Regions from separate parts of the Mus musculus genome. Here regions 1, 3 and 4 are each linked to region 2. The links are chromatin contacts, called in public HiChIP or PLAC-seq and promoter capture Hi-C maps. All regions are on one chromosome and are shown on one strand. Each heading gives the region's core, a stretch centred on a gene start, on an enhancer-like site or on the middle of the called end of the contact. The rest is flanking DNA. Distances are from core to core; before and after follow the strand shown.

Region 1 (3,403 bases), core at 677-3,176, 1.2 Mb before region 2:
ATTAGAAGCACGCCAGAACAGACTGGTGAGAAGTAAACAAGAAAGTTTTCCTTTAATAAAACTTTGCCAGAGAGCCTTAAAAAAAGAAGAAGAAGAAGAAGAAGAAGAAGAAGAAGAAGAAGAAGAAGAAGAAGAAGAAGAAGAAGAAGAAGAAGAAGAAGAAGAAGAAGAAGAAGAAGAAGAAAAGCCGCCCCTGGCTGGCTTCTGGGGGGGGGACGACAACCTCTGTTACTCACAAAATATTTTCAGCTCTTCCTTTCTTCCTTCTTTCCTTCCTTTCATTCATTTTAATTAATTAATTAGCTAATTAACTAATTCAGAAGTTGAGCACACAGACTGCCCTTCCAGAGGGCCAGAGCTCTGTTCTCAGCACCCACATCTATTGGCTCACAGCAGCTTCTAACTCCAGTTCCATGGTGCTGGGTATGCTCTTCCGGCCTCCAAGGACACCCAGACTCATGCACACATATAACATATAGGCACACATAGACGACACATTATTTAAAGTGTATATTTTGTTAATTTTAAAACTCCACTCATTCATTTGCTCGTTATCTGTGCCAGGGATTGAACTTGGGACCGTGAGCACACTGAGTACACACTCTCCCGATAAACGCTGCTGCCCTATTGTGCTCTTCACTAGACCTTGCCTGTGGGATGCCATAGAATCGCCAAGACCAATTGTCCCCTTCCTGCGAGAGAGAGCCCATGTGGAACCCACGTGGGAGGCGACACTCCCCCAGAGTGGACCGAAGGGCTCTAAGGTCAATGCATGGTCACTACTGGGGAGAACTGGCTTAGGGAACTCAGGTCTCTGCCTGGGCCTTGGGAGGCCCTCATTCCTACCAGGCTACTTACCACCCAGCAGAAGGGAGAGGTTGCCATGACCCCCCAGGATGAAAGATTTCAACATACAGATGCCAGTGTTCATTTGCCTCCGTGACTACTTTATAGCAACAGGGAACAAAACTCTTGCGTTGTTAAGGGTAGCCCCAAGTTTGCTTCTGAGGTCTTGTTCTGCTCTCTGACAGGAGGTATCCAGCAGGCTTTTGAGTCTTGTTGGAATCCTGGGTGATCTGGAAAGGCAGGCAGCAAGACAGCCATTATGATTTCTGACTGCCCCTATCCACAGACAGAGGAATGGCTGTAGCCCCACTGGCCATCGCGCATCAGGAATCTCACACCCACCACCTGGAGAGAGCCTGAGATAAAACACCAGGGGATGTTTCTTACAGAAGAAGAGATAGCTTTGTGGCCTGGGACTGCTGACAATAGCTCACGGGGCACAGGGGGAAGGGGAAATTCTCCCATTACGAAACCTAGGCTGGCCAGGTCCCACTTCTTTCTCAGTTCCTCATCTTGGAAGAGTCTGGTTAGCAGGGACCCTTTCCAGAACCCCAGGGACTCACGATATATGTGCCAAGTGAAAAAAAAGAAAAAAAAGAAAAAAGAAAAGAGTAATCCTGGAAGGATCCTTCTCTGTGAAGGAGAGCTGTCTCTTCAGGAAAAGCCTGGGTCTTGGGGGGTGGAGAGGAGGGGCTCAGAAAGCCAGGCTAGAGTCCAATGCTGGGTATGACCCACACCTTCTTCCAGCCTCAGGATATCTCTGTGCGCTCCTAGGGAGACCTAACCTAATGGGACACTGCACCACACTCCAGAGCAGAGAAACAAAAGAATCTGGGCTGAGTGGGCCAATGGAAGCCTGCTGAGCCCTACCCTGCTCCAGGATGCCTGGGTCTCTGAATAGTAAACTTAAGTTTTGCTGTCAGTCCGTGTTATCACAATGGCTGGTGGCACTGTCAGGTCTGGGGTCTGGTTGTGTGACCCCAGGTTCTGCTGATCCGGTTGTTTGATTCCTAGTGAGGCAGATTATCTCCTGGGGGCTGCCGAGCGGGGCGGGGCGGGGGCAGGAGCAGCGGGGAAGGCCCCGCCCTCGGGGTGTGTCCAACTTGGGCGCCTCCTAAAGGACCGGGCGGGGCGTCCCGAGCGCGTGGGCCTGCGGGTCGGGTCAAGAGGTCGAAGGTGCTGCGCGTGATCCAGGATCCGAATTGGCCCGGAGCAGGAGCATGGCGTCGTCGGGGTCGGTGCAGCAGCTGCCCCTGGTGCTGCTGATGTTGCTGTTGGCGAGTGCGGCACGGGCCAGACTCTACTTCCGCTCGGGCCAGACTTGCTACCATCCCATTCGCGGGGACCAGCTGGCTCTGCTGGGGCGCAGGTGGGCGCGGGGCTGTGCCTAGGGAGGAAAAGGGTCAACTTCTAGGCCAGGCGCGCACCCCCTGACACTTGGGACCTTGCCCCATCCTCCCTCATTAGGCCTGGGAAGCACAAATCCCATCCCTTCCTTTTGGGATGATTTTCACATCCGGGGAGCTCTGGGGTTTGCTGGTTTGGGCAGTTCTCGCCTCTACTGCCTTTGTTAGTGAGCATTAGCGTATTTCGGAGATGCTCTGTCACATTCAGCTTCCAATAGTCCTGGGTTCTGCTGGTGGCTCTTCTGGGTCAAGTTCTGAACCGACCACAGTTTGGGAAGAAGGCCAACAGGAGAAATGACTGGATTTGTGGCCCTGGTGGGGGTAGGGAGAGGGGAGGCCCTATGCGTTCCAGAGTTGGTTTCCATTGCCATGATGTCCTCCCAGGACTTATCCTCGGCCGCATGAGTACCTGTCCCCAGCGGATCTCCCCAAGAATTGGGACTGGAGAAATGTGAACGGTGTCAACTATGCCAGCGTCACCAGGAACCAGCACATCCCACAGTACTGTGGTTCCTGCTGGGCCCACGGCAGCACCAGTGCCATGGCAGGTAGGTGGCCTGGCGCTCCATGCTAAGCCTAGGGCAGGGCCAGTATCTTGGCCAGGTGGGTGGCTGCACTTCACCATCCAATCTACCTTTAGGTGAGCCATGATAGCCATAGCCCGGGGCTACAGGGGCCCATGGCCCTGTACCATGATTCAGACTTGGATTTCCCCTCAGCCAGAGTGAGGTGGCTGTGTCATTCTGGAGTTCTCTCCTGTGGGCCTACTAGGGCCTCTGTGGGACAGGCTTGGGCTGGAATCTGGTGACAAGTGGCTCCCAGGAACCTTCCCTTCCTCAGAACTTGTGACTTCAGCCATTGAGAACCATGGGACCGGTGTTGCAAAATCACTGAGTTCACAGTTGGTTTGTGGGGCGTGGAAGTGAAACTGCTTCTCAGTAGCAGCTGGCATTTGAGGTGAACATGTTCCCCAGTACGAAATGGCCCCCCCAGCTCTCTTCTTCGAACCTTAGCCTGGCCGCCCAAGAGTCAAGTAGAAGTTCATTCAGTAGGAAGAGAGAGGCCCCAGAGGGCTGCTGTGCCCTTCCTTGGTAGAGGAAGCAGGAGCCAGGGAGTGCCAATCTACCTGTAGCATGGAGATTCAGCTTTGC
Region 2 (3,256 bases), core at 225-2,724:
AGGGAATCTGATGCCCTCTTCTGGTATACACGGTACATGCAGATAGAGCACTCATATACATGAAATAAATAAATAAATCTTTTGTTTTTTAACATTTCTTTATTATGTGTAGAGTACTCTGGAGGAGTCAAGTGGCATTTTCACAGGGGCTACCTAAGACCATTAGAAAGCACAGATCTTTACATTATGTTTCATAACAATAGCAAAATTATGGTTACAAAGTGTTGATGAAAATCATTTCTATGGTGGGGATCACAACGACGTGCAGAGTTAGGATGGTTGAGAGTCACTGACCTAGGAGGCTCTGACTCCTTCCAGGCAGGTCAGCTAATGTAAGGAAGGGAAGGGAAGGGAAGGGAAGGGAAGGGAAGGGAAGGGAAGGGAAGGGAAGGGAAGGGAAGGGAAGAGGAAAATGCTGAAGAAAGGAGTGAGGAGGGCATGTCCTGAAGCCCTGCTAAGTCTGGAGCCACCTTGGTTAGGGACCAAGCAAGACCCCCTGGGCAAGAGGCGGTTGGTGAGCATGCGCCACCTAGTGGTCAGTTTTCAAATGGCGCCTCTAGGGAACCTGGGCAGTGTCCCTCAATGGGGCCAGCTGAGAGTTCATTTAAAAGCGACTTTATTTATTTTGGGTGGCAACAGGCAGTGCGGTTTCTGTTTTCCTTGGCTGGCTCTGCAGGCACTGTTTTTCCTCCCTGGAAGTCATAAAAAAATCACTTGGAAATGTTAATATTTTCCCATGCACAGGCCCATCCTAAGCTGTGTAGACCTGGCCTGGTCTTGGTCCCTTGGTGACCCTTTCAGGTTCTGTAAGGTGAAGCTGACTGGGGACCTGCCACCTCCTGCTTGCTTGGCAGACATCCTCCAGGCACATCACCTCCTTCTAGTCTCCAACGACTGCTGCTGTCTTGCCCTGTGCACCAGTGACCTGCACACCAGACAGGTACAGAGGTCCCAAGATCATGGCCTCTGCACTCACCCCACCTCCACCCTGTAGCCGGGACCCAGATTCTGGGATTATTGTGAGCTGAGTGGTGGACACAAGGCCATCTCTGTGAGCCCCGATCCCCTCTTACGTAATATGGAACAGAGAAGTGTCTGAGCTGTTCACGGGTCACTGAGAATTTATGAAAGTGAGAAAAGGGGCTCTTTTTCTAGAAGGTATGTGAGTAGATGGTACTACACCTGCCTGTGGGCATGTGGGGGAGGCACAGTAGGTGCCTTTTCCTAGATCTATCTTCCTCCTCACAGGGCTTTCACAGAGTTCTCTTCAGATAGAGCTCTCCCGGTGGGAGACCAGTCTCCACCCCAGAGGCCAAGACTCCTCTCTTCTCTGTCACACAGTCATCCAACTCCAGCTTGCTCACCCACCCCGATTTCAATTTCGATTTCGACACCCTTTCTTTCCGAGAACCACACCAAAGTTTCATTTTCTCTTTCTTTGAAAAGCTGGAGGGCGGGGAGGGGATGGAGCCAGATGGGTATTTGTTTCCGGGATGGTAACAGCTGGTGCCTGCAGGTCCAAGCAGCCATTCTTGCCTGTGGATTCAGAGCCCCAGGCCTGACCACAGTGCCAGAAACTGCCACCCCCTGCCCTAAAGGAGCCCCAAGGCTGCTGTGAGCATGGCAGAAGCTCCTGTTGACTTGAGCACAGGAGGTAAGCTAAACCTCTTCCTTCACCTCGCGTGGGTCCCAGCTGATGTTTCTAAGGCTCCTAGCTCTTTCCTTGGCCCAGACAGCAACAGGATTCTGAGGTCACCACAGGGAAGTCAGCTTGCTTCAAGGATCCTGTGCCCCAGATCCTTCATGTCACCTTACCTCATTGATGAGGTCACCAAGGCCTGTGACAGCCCTCGGGCTCCGAACTGTCATTTCAAGAGAGGACTTTGCTTTGATAAGGAGATGTGACTTTGATTTTACATTCAAGCTCTTCTCCTGCCCTATTTGAACCCTTGCTGAGACTACATACCCTGTCTAGGGGCTTCTGGGCTATGGGAGGCTGCGGGGTGCAGGGCTGTGTGAGGCTGCCATGCTGTGGGCAGGATTTAGTTCACTGCTTTTCTTCTTCATCTTTTGAAAAGCACTTCATTTTTGTTTTTTGTTTGTTTGCTTTTGTTTGGTTTGGTTTTTTCGAGACAGGGTTTTTCTGTGTAGCCCTGGCTGTCTTGGAACTCACTCTGTAGACTAGACTGGCCTCGAACTCAGAAATCCGCCTGCCTCTGCCTTCCAAGAGCTGGGATTAAAGGCGTGCGCCACCACGCCCAGCTGAAAATCATTTCTTATTTCAACATACTAGAAGTGGTTGCTCAAAAGCTATCAGGGAGGAGCCAAGCAAAGACCAGAACTAAGGTCACCTGGTTCCCATGGTTTCCTTTCACTGCTAACCTTTCCAGCCTGTCACCTGCAGCCTTCTGCTTTCCAAAGTCCCACTTTCAGACCCTGCAACCAGTCCTTCAAGTTCACCCTTTGGAGAAGGCTTGGCCTGCCTTGTGTGTCCCTAGGGGCCAGTGGGAGAAAGGAATGAAGGAGAGGCCACTACAGGGCACACTCCCCAGCAAAGGTTTTACAAGGCAAGGCAAAGCCAAGTCAGGAATAGATGCTCAGTGCTATAATCCTTCCCCCAACACCCTCCTCCTCCTCCACCCCCACCCCCAGCCCCACCCTGGGGTGGGGCTGTGGCTGAAGCAGGAGGATTGCTATGAGTTCCAGGCTAGCCTGAGCTAGACTTTGTCACAAGAGGAAAGAAAGAAAGGTAGAGGCAGACTCATGGATAAGCAGACAGACGTGCTGGAAGGGACATGAGGTGGAACTTGGGGATCCTCAGGGTTAGACACGGAGGAGGAGGCTGGGTAGCTAGCAGGGGTGGAGGGCTCTGGGAGGAAGCCTTCTGGAGTTGGCAGGCAGGCATCTGGAAGATGACATTGAGGCTGGGTTAAAGAGCTGAGCTGGGTTTTCAGGACTCCTGCTGTATCAGGCAAGGGAGGAGAGACCCATTTTTCTTATCTGCTGGGCTCCTGGGCTGGGAACACCCATGCCTTCGATGTGGGTGCTGAGCAGGAGAGAAAGGGACTCCTGGCCAGGCTGAGAGGCCATCAAGACACCAAATAGGGACTTCAGGGCTAGACTTGGTTTCCTGCCTCTCCCTTTTGTTCCATCGTCCGAGAGTTGGGGGTTCCTACCTGTTTGGGTTCCACATAGTACACAGGGCAGGCTGTATACTATTTTACCATTTGGCCACCCAGACATCTAGTTGTGGGGT
Region 3 (3,310 bases), core at 221-2,720, 1.3 Mb before region 2:
TCATGAAGCTCTAGGGCAGCAGGGACTGACTGTTCTGTAGTGACTGCACTAGAGCCAGTAATACACAGCACTAACTTCACATCTTAACAAAGGCTGGGGCCCTCTCAGCAGCCCTTAAAACATTATCTCCCCAAGAAATCACTCAAAGTACTGAATATATATATATATAATCCCCCAGGTAAAACAAATTACACTTAGCAGCTACCAACCATATTATTTCCTTCCTGTCTAATATAATTTTTCTATCTTTTAAAATATAAACTGCTTTGGCTATTTTAAAAAAAAAAATGATCCACCCTCCTAAATTAACCTGGCTTTATTTGTTTTTAACAATTGAACAAACTAGGGACAAAGGGTAATTCTAAGTAGCTCTTTAAGTACCGAGATGCAAAGATTTTCCTCCAACTGTCATTTCAAAAGGCAAATTGTTCTGTCGGGAGGCACAGGATGCGGGGAACAGGGTGCGCAGAGGTGGGAAGCTACACCTGAAACCCAAGCCAAGCAGTTCGTCCATCTTACCCGGCACATCTCTGAATAGAACCACATGCCATCCGCTCCTGCCCCCTCACTTCTTAGTCATTCTCTCACGAATGTCATCTGTAATTATTAGGTACAGGGAGGAAATCACTGAACAAGCCTAGCAAGAGCCTCACCCTCACGTGCCTACAGACTAGAAGTCAAGCAGATAAACTAAATGGCCTAATTAATTCATTCCTCAAATAACTATTTCATTTTCAATAACCTTTAAACCCCTGCTATCCAGAGGTGCTGAGTGCCATGATGGAGACAGGCCAGGGCTGGCTTTCTGGGGGATGACTTACAATGGGAGCTAACAGATAAACAAGATGACTCCAGAGTGGTAATTGCTGAGGAATATGTAACAGGAAGTTGTGGAGGCACAGGAGGGCGTGGGCATCACTGAGAAATGGTGATGGAGATGACCTATGACCGTAGAGCAATTGGTCCAGCCCTGTCTGGGTGGCCTGTTCCACCAAGGGTAACCAACCCTGGGCTGGCAAGGGCACGGGTGCTGATTGAAACCACCCCTGTCCCGCCACCCCACTGCTTAGATTGAAGAGGTGGGACTAACTCTCTAAGACCACACCACAAAACCGTACTCTGGCAAACGCCGCCAGGCTCAGCCACATCCAATGAGAACTTTAGACACATATCAGCAACCCGCCAAACCAGCCAAAAAGTCCCGCCGCCAAGGCCCGCGCATGCGTAGTGCGGCGCCGGCCGGCCGCCTCACTTTTCGGCTCTGCGCCGGCGCACTGAGCCTTCACGAAGGAGGGACTTGATTGCGCCGAGCATGGGGGGCGGGGCTTGGTTGCTCTGAGCCAAGAAGACTGGGCAGGACTGCGCCGCGGGGCGGAGCCAAACCCGGCTTGGCTAGGCCGCGGGATGGCACTTCCGGGCGTCCTAGCGCCTGGCTCGACGGCGCCTGCGCGCTGCGAGGCCGGCCGGCCGGGACGGGGCGGGGCCGGCGAACTTCTGTGCCTCACTGTCCCCGGACACTGAGGGACACCGGGCAGGCAGCTGGCACCATGAAGATCTGGACTTCGGAGCACGTCTTTGAGTGAGTGTGGGTGCGGCGCCCGCCTCCGGCGCCCTCGGGGAACTTCCTGGCGTCGGGTGTAGCGAGACAAGCGGAGCTCGGGACTCGGGGGGATCGCCAAGGTCACGACCCCGACCCGAGCTAGGGCTCCCTGTCCCCAGGCCTGGGAATTCCTCCCACACCGTCGCCACTGACGGAAGACAAGAGCGGGCCGTCGAGCCTGATCCGGAAGTGACTCCAGGGGTCACAGAGCACGAGGCCCGAGGGCTTCACAGGGTTTTGGGGTGTCCTGAGCGCCGACGTATCCAGGGTATCCTGGAGTTTCCTGACTGATACCTGACAGACTCACCGGGACCTGACTGAACCCCGACGGCTTGTGGTGGCTGGAGTGCCCTGACTGATACCTGACAGACTCACGGTGTCGTGGCTGAACCCCAGTGATGGCATGATGGCCTGAGTGACCTGGGTTGTTCTGACTGAAATCCCCCATGTTATAGCGCCCCTCACCCCCACGGACATCTAGAAAGCTGGCCACCCACGTGGAGTGTCTTCCTGTTGGTCTCAGCTCATGCTACCATGATGCCAAACATTGATGACAGTCAATCTGGAGAGCAGATCTCTTGATTTCTTGATCAAGATCTCTTGATCTAGAGACCAGGGCCTGCTCTTGCAGATAATTTGTCACCTCTGTTTCCTATTCCTCTCAGCCATGACAGCTGACTGATAGCCAGTGTCTGCTATCACATCCAGTCACAGCTTTATGGTTCTCTGAACTTATAGTGGGAAACAGGATCAGAGTCAGTGGGGTGTTGGGAATTATACCACCCAGGTTCATGGTGCCACACACAAGAACAACAGAGCTTTCTACCTAAATAACTGGTTTACGCCTTGTTCCAGCCCTCCTTTCTGACTGATTTATTGTGCTCTATTCTACAATGTCATCTTGTCATAGTTATTGTTGACTTACATCCGAAACCACTTCCAGATGATCTGAGCTCCTTCACTCACTTGGCCAATGTTGCCACACTGTTTTAATAGTATAGCTTTATGGTGCCTTTTAATCTACAAATGCCAATCCTGATTACTGAGGGTAATTGTAAAAGAAGTTTTACATAGTAGATCATATCTGAGTACCTGCTGTGTCCCAGAAAGGACAAACTACTAGAACTAGAAGGGACTCTCAACGTTTGTACCACTTCTGGGACTGAGGGGCTGTGGTCCTTAGGATGCTGTCTGTTTCAGAACAAGGGGTTCTGGACCCCAGTCCTCTTCTACATCTGAATGCTTTGCTTCAGAGCTGTTGGCCCAAAGTGTCATCCTTAGAACTTAGAACTTGTTCCTCCCTTACGGTTCTCTACATCTATACTCTTTCCTCGGCTTGCCTCCCCCCTCACCCCCCCTACCCCAACCCTTGGATCCATCCCTTCCCTTTCCTAACGGCATGTGTTCAATGAAAGTCGGTCGTTGGTGATCCTAGTCTATTTTTGCCACAGACCTCTGGAGTAGATGAAAGCTGAAGGACCTGTCTTCTAGAAGATAGATACACAACTGCTCCCTGGGAGGAGCCCAGCAGTGCCTTGTATCCAGACCGGTTGGGCCACCCAAAGTCCCAGCCTACATGCACTTTGGCACCAGGATCTGTATGTCAGCCAGGATGGTGCTGCATGCCTGTAACCCTAACAGTTTGGGAGCCTGAGACAGGAGAATTCCCATGAATATCAGGCTAGCCTGAACATCCGGGTACACAGTGTG
Region 4 (3,198 bases), core at 549-3,048, 1.4 Mb before region 2:
GACAGGAAGCCCACAGTTGTAAAGTCATTTGCCCTAAACCAGCCAGCAAGGGTTCAGCAAGGAAGAGTATGGGTTCAGGCTTCATGGCTCATTTTCTTACTTTCAGAAAAGTAAGGTTGACTTTTGGTGGAGACCTTCCCCCATACTTCCAGGTGGAAAAGCCAGGAAGGCTACTCTCCTGGCTGTCTCCTCAGCCCAGCCTCCTGCCCAGGAGAATATCTCCCAACACACTATGCCAACTCTAAAAGCACAAAACCTTTGTCACAACTAACATAAACTCCCAATGGAATCTTCTTTCTGTGGGGAGTCCATACCGGGATGCAGCATGGCTTACTCTTCTGCTCCTGGTAAGATACCTGGCCAACATGGAGCAGCTGTGGACTTGTTCTCTGCTTACTTTGCCATTAAGTGTGGTCAAGTGACTCTACCTACCCACTGAATTTCCTCAGGGCAACACAAACCCCAGGCCTGGATAATTAAGTACACAGCATTAGCCGCAGGGCCAGGTATAGCATCAATGCTAATTGTAGTATTGTTGAGAAAAGGATTATCCTCCAAGGACTCTCTCTGGTCCTAGGGCATCTCAGTAGACACAGTCCCAAGGGGATGCTTCCTTCTCTCCATAGAGCAACACCAAAGCTTTGGAGGAGGTTATCTGAGGAGACAGGAGCCCTGTGGCTTGCTGGGAATACACAGATCAAGGTGGCAGGTCACGCACACATCACCACGCCCCATAGCCTCATGTATCCACCTCCACACCAGCCCCCTCACATCCACATCCGAGAAGAGAGAACACGAGAACTCGGGTGTGCACTCACCCCAGCCCACGTGCGCTGGGAACACAAGGGGCTATCAACCTGTTACCCTTGCCCCTGTTAGAAGCCCATGGGCAATGGGGGACTGCTCATGGATCTCCCACCTAGGTGAGCCTGCCAGGAGGGCCAAGTGTATTTGCATATAATTTGCATGTGTTGACACAACCCTTCCCATCTCTGCACAGAGCTTTCCCAAGCTAACCTGTTATTACTGCCTCTCTGAAGTTGGCGCCGCCGCTCGCCCACCCACTGCCAGTGAGTACTACGCATGGAGACGGTCTAGGAGCTGGCAGATCAGATCAGATCACTTCAGCAACTCGCACAGCCTCACAGCCTCAGTTTCTCCTCTGGACAATGCATACCAAGACAGCTCTGTACAAAAACTCCCGATGTAAAATGTCCAGAGTGAAGTATTGCTTGCATGGAGGGAGCTCTTGATTTGCAGCACAGGGCTCAGAACGGCCTCTGGGTGAAGAAGTCGGTTCCCTAGGCCTCAGTGACTAGTTGTCACAAACTCAAAACTACAGGACTCTTAGTTAAATTGATATTTCCTGGGAACAGTTGAGTAGTGTTTTAGGAAGAACTGCTTCTATACGACCTTCTTGTATCAAGACAATAGTCACTGTTTAATTGAAATTTAAAATTTAGCCGGGTGTCCTAGATTTTTATCTAAACGCCTTACCTGGGGCCGAGGCCAGGGGGCTCCTGTCATTACTAATATCCTGTTTTCTTACTGTTCTTACAAAGCTCTGGGGGACATGGTCTCTGTTTCCCAAATGTCCTGCTTCCTACTCTCGGATAGGAAGCAGGGGGGGCAGGAGGCTTCATGTGAGGTGAATTGAGAATTGTTGAGGGGGAGGGGAGGGAACACATGCTTCCTAATCTAGGTACAAAGCTAGTCTGTGCTCCCCTCTACTCTCTGTGAAGAGACTGGGCGGTTATCACTGTGAACGTGAGGCCCATGCTTCCTGTGGTGAAGAGCGCGAGTGTTTTCATCAACAGAACTGGTTTCTAGGGCCTCCTCACAGGATGTGAGGCCTGTGGCAGGTCACAGAGGAAGAGGCAAGCTGTGGCAGGGGCTACAGCTTGGGGCGGGAGGGCTGGTGGTGGAAGGGGGCTGCATGTGGGCCAGGCTGTGTCAGTCCAGGGGCTGGAGCAGGAATCCAGCCCCATGGTTATCTACAGAGAGCTCTCCGTCAGGCTGCATTCTGCTTTCCTTGATTCATATTCGGTATGATGCTAGACTTACTCCATTACAGTCTTTAAGTCTTTATCTAAGCTAGGCACCATGCAGGATGGGGCAGAGCTCAGCATCTGAGGTTAAGCCCCAGTTCTACTGGCTCCTCAGAGCCATGACTGAAGGAGCCAGGGATGGAAGTGTGGCTCAGTTGGTAGAGCGCTTGTCTAGCATGCATCAGGCCCTGGGTTTGTGATCTGCAGAGTGCATAGCACACCTGTCATCCCACCATCAGAAGGTGGCAGCAGGAAGATCAGACTGTCTAGGTCATTCTCAACTATGTAGCACGTTCCGGACCATCCTAGGCTACCTGAGAACCAGGAAAGACTAGAGAACGCCCGTCAAGCTTGCCTATGAGCCATGTGTGGTAACTAGGGAGAGCTCTGCATCTAAGGGCTTTGCCAGGACAAGCTTTTCACCCTGGGGAACAGGGACACTATTAGAAAACATGTGGCTCACCCAAGAGTGACAGTTTCCTTCGAGATTTGTGAAGAAGAGGAATTGTACGGTAAGACCAGAGGATAGATCATGGAGTGTATTGAGAGATAAAAATCCAAAACTTAAAACACAAGACTCCACATTCTTCCCATAAAGTAGCACTGGGCAGGCCCCACCCTTCGGGCAAGTTGCAAAGATGACGTAACACAAGGCATCACTTTTCCCTGCCCCCACCACCTTCATGAGACAGATCTTCCTTCTGGGAACATATGTTTCCACCATGTCTGCTTCCATGTGAATGGTTAAACCCTAAGCATCCACAGCAGCTGGGGCACTGAAGTAACCCCTTGGGCTCTCACAGGTTGCTAATGGCATGCTATGGTCAGACCTCCAACAGAGGCCAGGCACCTCGAAAAACCATTTTCCTCTTGGCTTCACCAAGATGTAACTGTGTACCTGTGGTTCAAGTATGGCTAGCCTAGAAGGGACCAGAGGATTTCATAACTAATGGAGACCTGTCCTTCGCATCTGTCCCTCATGAACAGTGTGCCCCGCCTATAGCATCCATCTAGCCCCCTTCTCCTAGGTCGAAGGTGCTTCAGAGGAGGACTGAAAGAAAGTGGCCAGGGAACTTGAGGTGTGTAGGGGCTAAAACACACTCAGGCCTATGAATCTACAGTGATATAGCTCACGGTCCTTGATGCAATC

The links. Promoter capture Hi-C pulls out the DNA fragments that hold promoters and counts their contacts. HiChIP or PLAC-seq counts read pairs in DNA pulled down with a chosen protein or histone mark.
Region 1: an H3K27ac HiChIP or PLAC-seq map of bone marrow-derived dendritic cells shows a contact between it and region 2, with 12 times the contacts expected there. The contact joins the promoter of Ctsz here to the promoter of Zbp1 in region 2. A contact is called at or near these places in 4 of 39 promoter capture datasets (the 3T3-L1 cell line, liver and pre-B cells) and 1 of 115 datasets of contacts at active chromatin or transcription factors (bone marrow-derived dendritic cells).
Region 3: a contact with region 2 is called in a promoter capture Hi-C map of liver, with 5 times the contacts expected there. The contact joins the promoter of Prelid3b here to the promoter of Zbp1 in region 2. A contact is called at or near these places in 5 of 39 promoter capture datasets (the 3T3-L1 cell line, hippocampal neurons, liver and 1 more), 1 of 484 Hi-C or Micro-C datasets (B cells) and 1 of 115 datasets of contacts at active chromatin or transcription factors (double positive thymocytes).
Region 4: a promoter capture Hi-C map of pre-B cells shows a contact between it and region 2, with 4 times the contacts expected there. The contact joins the enhancer-like site here to the promoter of Zbp1 in region 2. A contact is called at or near these places in 3 of 39 promoter capture datasets (hippocampal neurons, liver and pre-B cells), 2 of 115 datasets of contacts at active chromatin or transcription factors (memory CD8 T cells and thymic regulatory T cells) and 1 of 9 other capture datasets (liver).

The regions. Positions count from the first base shown.
Region 1 is chr2:174,437,562-174,440,964 of GRCm38.p6, reverse strand. It overlaps Ctsz (cathepsin Z), which reads left to right and starts at 1,926. Exons shown (of 6, transcript NM_022325.5): 1 at 1,926-2,215; 2 at 2,637-2,800. The coding sequence starts at 2,067. It also overlaps the pseudogene Rpl30-ps5.
Region 2 is chr2:173,217,140-173,220,395 of GRCm38.p6, reverse strand. Zbp1 (Z-DNA binding protein 1) reads left to right here and starts at 1,474. Exons shown (of 8, transcript NM_021394.2): 1 at 1,474-1,654. The coding sequence starts at 1,621.
Region 3 is chr2:174,471,101-174,474,410 of GRCm38.p6, reverse strand. It overlaps Prelid3b (PRELI domain containing 3B), which reads left to right and starts at 1,470. Exons shown (of 6, transcript NM_025531.2): 1 at 1,470-1,579. The coding sequence starts at 1,548. It overlaps Gm38546 (a long non-coding RNA gene), which reads right to left and starts at 1,400. Exons shown (of 2, transcript XR_867090.2): 1 at 822-1,400; 2 at 302-597.
Region 4 is chr2:174,601,076-174,604,273 of GRCm38.p6, reverse strand. It overlaps Gm46781 (a long non-coding RNA gene), which reads left to right. Exons shown (of 2, transcript XR_003953979.1): 2 at 1,001-1,462. It also overlaps a transcript of Zfp831 not described here. Among named protein-coding and RNA genes, the nearest start is that of Gm46781, 4.3 kb to the left of the region's middle. Within about 2 kb of position 1,798, at least 105 of the 459 cell types and tissues checked have an H3K27ac peak or open chromatin away from gene starts, as enhancers often do. A contact at or near this core is called in memory CD8 T cells, pre-B cells and thymic regulatory T cells, where this site is marked.